2 separate regions of the Mus musculus genome follow, and region 2 is linked to region 1. A link is a contact called in public Hi-C data. All regions are on one chromosome and are shown on one strand. The core of a region is the stretch at or near the end of the contact, and the rest is flanking DNA. Distances in the headings are between cores, read along the strand shown. Region 1 has its middle 120 kb from the start of Gm36667. Region 2 has its middle 36 kb from the start of Gm40340.

Region 1 (4,080 bases), core at 540-3,039:
TAGGAAAATACATGGACAATTGCTAATCATACCTTCCTTACAACATCCATAAGTCAAGAGAAGTAAGTGATTGTATTCCCATGGATACTTGATATTTACTTAGGTATGTGACTTCATTACATATGGATGTCTCTGTAGGTGTGCCATATATGTGTTTGTGTATATGTGATAGCAGAGTATACCATGTAGGGGGTAGTATGTAATAAAGAAGACTGTTCACCACTTGATGGCTGGGAACAAAAAAAAAGAGAGAGAGAGAAGGGAAGGAAAGAAGATGATAGAGAAAGAAGGCAGGTGCTGGAGTTCTACCATGAACTTCATGGGTCCCTCTTAATAATCTGACTTCCCATCAACTGTGCCCCAAAACTCTTAAATAAGAGTCTATCACCTAGTCTTAGAGTTACCCTTACTGTGATGAAACACTATGACCTCTTTCATGCAACGTGGGGAGGAAAGAGTTGATTTCACTCACAATTCCATATTCTAGTTCATCATCAATGGAAGTCGGGACAGTTAGATCTAAGCAGGGGAGGAATGTGGAGACAGGAGCTGATGTAGGGGCCACGGACCTTGTGACTTGCTTAGCCTGCATTCTTATAGAACCCATGACCACCAGCCTAGGGGTAGCCACACCCACAATAGGCTGGGCCCTCCCCCCATCAATCACTAATGTCCTACAGGCTTACCTACAGCCTGACATAATGGAGGCATTTTCTCAGTTGACATTCTCTCCTCTCTGATGACTCTGGCTTATATCAAGTTGACATAAAACCAGCCAAGCACCTTTACAAATAGCACCATTGATCTGGCAACAGTTCATGTACATATGGGTTTGGGGGAGCATTTCAGATCCACATTAAAGCATCTATGAGATATCTATACTTGTCTAAAATGTTTAGTGGAACCTAAGGTATAAAGTGAAACAGTCACTACACAAGCATCTGGATCGGAATTTGATGCCTCCTCCCCCCACCCCCAAAAAAGCCCAATGTACCCATGGGTTCGTGCCAGACCATGGTGCTATCTGTAGGTGTGCTGGCTAGTTTCCTGTCAACTCAACACAAGCTAGGGTCATCAGTTGCCATGCTAAAAAGAAATAAATGAGCCTGGTGGGACACAAGTGCTGTGGTAATTGACACAGGGGGATCCCTGGGACTAACTGGACAACCAACCTAGTCTACTTGGAGAAACCCAGTAAGAGCCCCTGTCTCAAAGCACAAGGTAGCAGACCCTTGAGGAATGGTACTAGACACATCCCCAACTTACACACACACACACACACACACACACACACACACACACACACACACAGAGAGAGAGACAGAGACAGAGAGACAGAGAGACATGTTTAAGAGTGGTCACAAACACAAACACACTGACAGTACTTCACCCTGTCTCTGTTTCAGTAGTACCTAAGCATATATAAATTGACACAAGAGAACAAGTTCTCTTTGAGATGAGGACATGCCCATGGGGCCATTCAACCAGCTCCTAGCAATCAAACAGTCTGCTCCAATCTGTTGTCACAGCATATATACTGTTGCTGGAATTAGGAGCTAAGGGAGTTACAAAGATCACTTCAGGCGCCTGCCAGTCATGTGACTTGACATTTTAAGCGGGCCTCCTATTTCTTTGCTCTTTTCGAAGTGAAATATCCACATGACACCTCAGAAGACTGAGGGGAAAAAAACCTTGTCAAGACAGAAATGTAGACCTAATACTTCTCCACAGGCACTCAGAGAGGGAACGCCAGCAACCCTCACTCCGCAGCTCCACTCTCGGATAAAATTACTTATCTAAATTTAGAACTAGGCCAGGCTTTGAGGCTTGCCCTTCGTTCGAGGTCTGATGCATGAAAGACCTTGTGTTTGGGCAAATTTTTTCAGGCCAGCTTGGAAGGGGGGCATTTAACCCAATTTGATCGCCAATGAATGCATCTGGGACTGATTGTCTGCCGCTGGGAGACCACACTGCCCGCCCTGCGGTTCCCAGGCACTTTGAGAAAGATTCTTTTTGATGTCAGTGGGAGTTCTATTTCCAAAAAAGAAACCACAACAGTAGAAACTGCAGAGAGAAACTGAGAGAGCTGGGGTCTCTGTTTCAGAAACCTCCCCACCCCTGTTCATTTGCCAGTAATAGCCACCATAGGGAGCAATCAATCTCATTGCCTAAAGAGTGCTGGGTGAGGATAGGAAGGTGTGTGTGGCATTTATTTATGTCGGAAAAAGTCCATGCAGGCTAGCCAGTCCATGTATTTTAAGACGTCAAACATCGCTTCCAGCATGGAACAATTAGGAAAGACAACATTTGAGGCCATGTTGATTTTCGGAGCATTGCAGCTACCACGCTAGTATAAACAGACAAGTTCCTGAATGCCAGAGTTGTTAGTGTCTGTTAGTAGAATAAAGCAAATTGGAATTTCAAATCTCTCTTTCCACCTGAGCTCTATTGTAGTCATCCTCCACAACATGCTCCTTGCCCTGCGTGTAGCACTGTTCCCTAAGACCCTGCATGGGACTTAAATTAACCAGTTATCGCCCTTCAGGACAGCTTCCTGAGCACAGTCCAGTGTCTTCAGGGTCCTTGAGACTGTAACAGAGTGTGTAACTCGGCTGATGCTTCACAGCTAATTGGTCGAGGGGGTGGGGAGAAGGGATAGACAGCTCAGTAAATGAGTTGTTTGTTGCCTAAGCATGTGTAACTGAGCTTGGATCCCCCAAATCCCCCCAAAAAAGCTGGGAGTGGAAGCACATGTATGTGATCTCGGTGCTTCCACTGTGAGATGGGAGGTAGAGACAGGAGGGTCGCTGGAAGCTCATAGGCCAGCTAGTGAGCAATATGTAGTCGGGAATGAGGAACTCTGTCTCAGACAAGGTGGAAGATGAAAACCAACATTTGAGGTTGTTCTCTCACCTCATACAGCCTCGGTGTATACACACACACACACACACACACACACACACACACACACACACACAAAGACACAGAGTATCACAGAATTACACACACACACATTAATATCACACAATCACATACACAATATCACATATATACACAATATATCATACAATCTCACACACACAATGTTACACATATCACACACACACACACACACTTATGCACAAAAAAGAACTCTTTCGCTTGTAGCTCATGTGAAGGGACAATTGAGGTTTGAGTTCAACTAGATGCTATTTTTATGTGGTCAGCAGGCAGGCAATGGATCCACTCCAAACAACTACTGGGCCATACTCCTCACCTCTCAGAAGGCTGCCATCAGCTGGTCTTTGTATGGATGCAACAGGACTCAGAGAGCAGCAGGAGAAGAAGCTACAAGAGGAAGCTCTTGAAGTATAACACTGGGATGTGAGGATCTGGCCAATAGGTTATCTCAGAACCAAAGTGGGAGAACTGGACTCAGCCCCATACTATACTATACTATTCTATACTTTTGTGGTAGCAAATATTTAACTTTGATCATTCAGTACCCAGATAAAAGAAACAAATGTTTATGTTTACAATAAGCCTTATATCCTAAAGCTGAGCAGAATCTGTCCTCTGTGCTTTATGTCTACTTCCCTGCCGATAACCCTGAGAGATGACTAGCCATGTTCTACCTAGGCTTCTCTCACTCAATTGGCCAGCCCTCATGGCCATGTTTTCATGATTCACCTACCCCATAGTGTCCTACTTCTCTCTCTCCTCTCCTTATGGTTCTCCTCAGATCCCAAGCCCAGGAAATGAAAATCTGCTTACCTCTCTTCTGCCCAGCTATAGGCTGTTGGCATCTTTATTCAACCAATAGTACTAAATTAAGGAGCAAGGTCATTGATACTCACTTGGTGTGTGTGAGGGTTCTCTCATCCCTGAGGGCAACCAGGGCCAATATTTCACATTACAATACATAACAATAGACTAAACCTCAACATACTATACTAAATTATACCATACCAAACCATAGCATAGCATAGCACATTGTGGCCAATTTTGTATTGTGGGATCCAAAGTAGGCTGGGGTTAATGTGTTTGTTCTTTTGTGGAACAGGATTTCTATATGTAGCCCAGACAAGCTTCCAAGTTACT
Region 2 (4,080 bases), core at 587-3,086, 530 kb after region 1:
TGTGGGCTCCTCCATCTCAGCCCTGCAAGGTCAAGGCCCTGGGTAGGGAAAATATGCTTGACAAATGTCACTTGTTAGTGTGGCTCGATACCTAACTTAAAGGGGAAGGATTTATCTGCATGCACCGTTTCAGGGGTTTCAGTCCATAAACGCTAGGCAGATGGAATGGAAGAGATGCCTAGAAAGTGGAAAGTTAGACTGGAAATAGTCAAGGATAAAATAGCTCTAGGCCTACTCTGCACACACACCCGGCCCAGCGAGCTACTTCCTCCAGTGAGGCTCCAGCTCCCAACGTTCCCACAATCTTCCAAGAACAGCGCCACCAACTGGAGGGGTACAGCGCCACCAGCTGGAGTCCCGGTATAGATTATGTGAACCTCTTAAGAACATTCCACATTCAAACCTTTACATTTGGGATTGTCACAGCTGAGACACTGCCCTGAAATGGCATCTTCATAACATTTCCCACTCCTCTACTTGTGTTTCCACCTTAGGAAGCTAGAGACACCAGGAGTGTTCAACTCTGCAGGAAACGGATCATCGATTTCAGAAAGGGAACAGTGGGCTGGGGAAATGGCAGTCAGTTAAGGGCTTGTCTTACAAGCTAGGGGACCTGAATCCCATGCCCAGAGCCATGTCCCATATTAAAAGTGTAGGCTGAGAAACAGTTGCACAAAGTTGTCCCCTGACCTCCATACATGGGCATGGGCTATATACAGAGAGAGAGAGATACACTCTCACACACACTCAGACACACGCAGACCTACACAATCTCTCACATACACAGACACACACACAAAGAGAGGCAGACAGACTCTGTCACACACACAGAGATGCACTCACACACTCAGACACACACTCGAACACACACAGACATACACAGTCTCTCTCACACACATAGACACACACACACAAACACATTCACAGAGACACACATATATATATACTCTCATACACACAGACACACACCAAGATACACACATTCACACACACGGAGACACACACACACAAAGTCTCTCTCTCTCTCTCTCTCTCTCTCTCTCTCTCTCACACACACACACACACACACACACACACACACACACATACACACACACACACATGAGGAAGGGAAGGAGGGAGGGAGGCAGCCAGCCAGGTGTAGGGGCACACACTTGTTCTCCAGGGATGGAAGGGTAGAGGCAGGTAGATCACTGAGATTCGTTAGCATGCATACAGAAAGAAACAAAAAAGTGCCTTCAGTTACAATAGAGAAAACTTAGGTCCTAGAGAGTCCAAAGTCACTTGGCCTGGAAACTACCAATTCCTGTTTCCACTCAGTGTCCTGATGTCTGGCCAGGGGTCTTTCTCCCTCTGCCAAACTGTTCTGTGAACGACTCAGAAAGCAAATGGGTTTTTGTCCCCCAAGGTTGTGAGCCAATTGAAGCTAGAGGATCTGTGAAAGAAAAAAAAATGTTAGAGACTAGGACCACTGCCCAAGTCCCTTCAGTGAGGTCAGATTTCCTGTAGGCTGCAGAAGAAAAACAGGCATTAGCCCAGAGAAATGGCTGACCTAACGCAACAGCCTCCCTCAAGCTGGGAGCTTTGCCATCATCCAGCTCTGCCGAGCACAGCACACACACCCCAGCCCTGCAAAACCCAGGGCAAGAGTGTCTTTGAACTGAGGGAAGCTGCTCAGGGGAACAAGGGGTCCTTTGGAATCAGGGTCCTCTTGTAACATCCACTGGCCTCTTGGCTTTGGCAGTTAGGATGAAGTCCTCTACCACTGAGAGGTCTCGAAGATAAGACGCAGCCAGTTGGCACACTTCCAAACACAGCTGAAAACAGTCTACAGGGGCCCATCTGGAGCCAATCAGTCACACTGAAGTGAAAAATAGCAGATGTCAGAGTATGCCAGCCGCCCCGGGAAACCCCAGTCCTGCCACCCTCCACTATGGCCTCACAAATCATTCCCGTTCTCATCGCTCACTGGTGCCAGGTGGCCTCTCGGCTTCTGGCTTCCCTGCTGCCCCAGAGACCCAGTTGTGGCTGCAAAACAGTTCTCAAGCCGGAAAGAAAGCCTGGAGTCTCCGCTAAAGAGGATCCAAGAGGGTTCCAAGCGCCACGTACTCATGGGGACATTTGAGACATCTGGTTCAATTCAGCCTTTTACTATTAAGAATTATTTATTTTTATGTGTATGGATTGTTGCCTGCATGTGTGCATGTGCATATATGTGTGCCTGAGGTTTATGGAAGTCAGAAGAGGGTATTGGATCTCCTGGAGCTGGAGTTACAGACCATTGTGACCCACCTTGTGGGTACTGAGAATCAAACTCAGGTCCGCTGTAAGGGCAACAAATGCTATTTAACACTTAGCTAACTCTCCAGCCCCAACTCCACCTTTTTTTATGGACAAGGAAACTGAGCCCTCACCAGGGAAGGCAACTCTAAAGAGTGATCTATGACCACTTTAGTGCCACCTCAGGGAAACTCGGCTCCTTGGAGGTTTGTCTTCATCCTGAATTCCTTCTATAGCAATCAATGGGCAAGTGGCTGGACCAATGAATGATGCATCATTGAATAAAGGGGCAGACCAGTGAGGGTGGAGGGTGAATGGAAAGATGATAAATGGATAAAGGATGACAGATAGAGAGACAGACAAGTGGATGGATGGGTGGGTGGGTGGATGCATGGGTGCATGGATGGGTAGATGGATGGATGCATGCATGGATGGGTGCATGGATGGGTGGGTGGGTGGGTGGATGGGGGGTGGATGAGTGGGTGGGTGGGTGGATGGATGCATGTATGCATGGATGGGTGGGTGCATGGATGGATGTGTGGGTGGATGTGTGGGTCGATGAATGAATAATAGATGGATGAGTGGATGGGTGGGTGGATGGATGCATGGATGCATGGATGAGTGGATGGGTGGATGGATGGGTGGGTACATGAATGGGTGGATGTGTGAATGGATGGATGGGTGAATGGATAGGTGGATGGAGATAAAAAATGAGAGATGCAAAAGACAGATGTAAAGAAATAGTAAGTGACGAAGGATGTCTCTGAAGGTGGGAATAAAAGAAAAATTAATATACATGCAGGTGTAGCAGGGCACTTTTCCGAATCTTTGGCACACAAAGAGTATCACCAAGGCCCTGAGTGACCAGCATTATGTGACTTCCCTCATTACCAGGCCAAAGGTATTAGAGAAAACCACAGTGGTCTACCACCACTGGCCACATCCCTGAGCCACTGGGATGTAGAACAGGACTCTCACCACAGCTCACTATGCCTAAGAATCACCCGAGTAAGATCCATTAAATAAGAGCTTTCCTTGTTCATCTGCCCTGACTTCGGAATTCATCATTCCAGCTACTTAGGGACACTAACATAGGAGGATCACAAGTTCAAGACCTGCCAAGACTACAGAGTGAGTTCAAAGCTAATCTGAGCAAATACGTGAAGTCTGTATCAAAATTAAAAATCAAAAGAGGATAAGGGCGTGGCTCAGTGTTTAAAGCAACTGCTTAGAATCCCCCAGGGAGGGGCTGGGAGCGTGGCTCAGTGGTAGAGCCCCTGTCTAAAATCTCCCAGTGAGGGGCTGGGGGTGTGGCTCAGTGGTAGAGCCCCTGCCTAGAATCCCCCAGGGAGGGGCTGGGGGCATGGCTCAGTGGTAGAGCACCTGCCTAGAATCCCCCAGTGAGGGGCTAGGGGCTTGGCTCAGTGGTAGAGCACCTGCCTAGAATCCCCCAGTGAGGGGCTGGGGGCATGGCTCAGTGGTAGAGCCCCTGCCTAGAGTCCCCCAGTGAGGGGCTGGGAGCGTGGCTCAGTGGTAGAGCCCCTGTCTAAAATCTCCCAGTGAGGGGCTGGGGGTGTGGCTCAGTGGTATAGCTCCTGCCTAGAATCCCCCAGTGAGGGGCTAGGGGCTTGGCTCAGTGGTAGAGCACCTGCCTAGAATCCCCCAGTGAGGGGCTGGGGGCATGGCTCAGTGGTAGAGCCCCTGCCTAGAGTCCCCCAGTGAGGGGCTGGGAGCGTGGCTCAGTGGTAGAGCCCCTGTCTAAAATCTCCCAGTGAGGGGCTGGAGGTGTGGCTCAGTGGT

What was found. Hi-C and Micro-C count contacts between places; a contact is called where the count stands out from the background.
Region 2: a Hi-C map of cerebral cortex shows a contact between it and region 1, with 1.8 times the contacts expected there. The contact joins two enhancer-like sites. A contact is called at or near these places in 6 of 484 Hi-C or Micro-C datasets (cardiomyocytes, cerebral cortex and embryonic stem cells), 2 of 115 datasets of contacts at active chromatin or transcription factors (both in embryonic stem cells) and 1 of 9 other capture datasets (embryonic stem cells).

The regions. Positions count from the first base shown.
Region 1 is chr5:133,480,637-133,484,716 of GRCm38.p6, forward strand. No RefSeq gene overlaps it. Among named protein-coding and RNA genes, the nearest start is that of Gm36667, 120 kb to the right of the region's middle. Within about 2 kb of position 1,790, at least 33 of the 459 cell types and tissues checked have an H3K27ac peak or open chromatin away from gene starts, as enhancers often do. A contact at or near this core is called in cerebral cortex, where this site is marked.
Region 2 is chr5:134,013,090-134,017,169 of GRCm38.p6, forward strand. No RefSeq gene overlaps it. Among named protein-coding and RNA genes, the nearest start is that of Gm40340, 36 kb to the right of the region's middle. Within about 2 kb of position 1,837, at least 82 of the 459 cell types and tissues checked have an H3K27ac peak or open chromatin away from gene starts, as enhancers often do. A contact at or near this core is called in cerebral cortex, where this site is marked.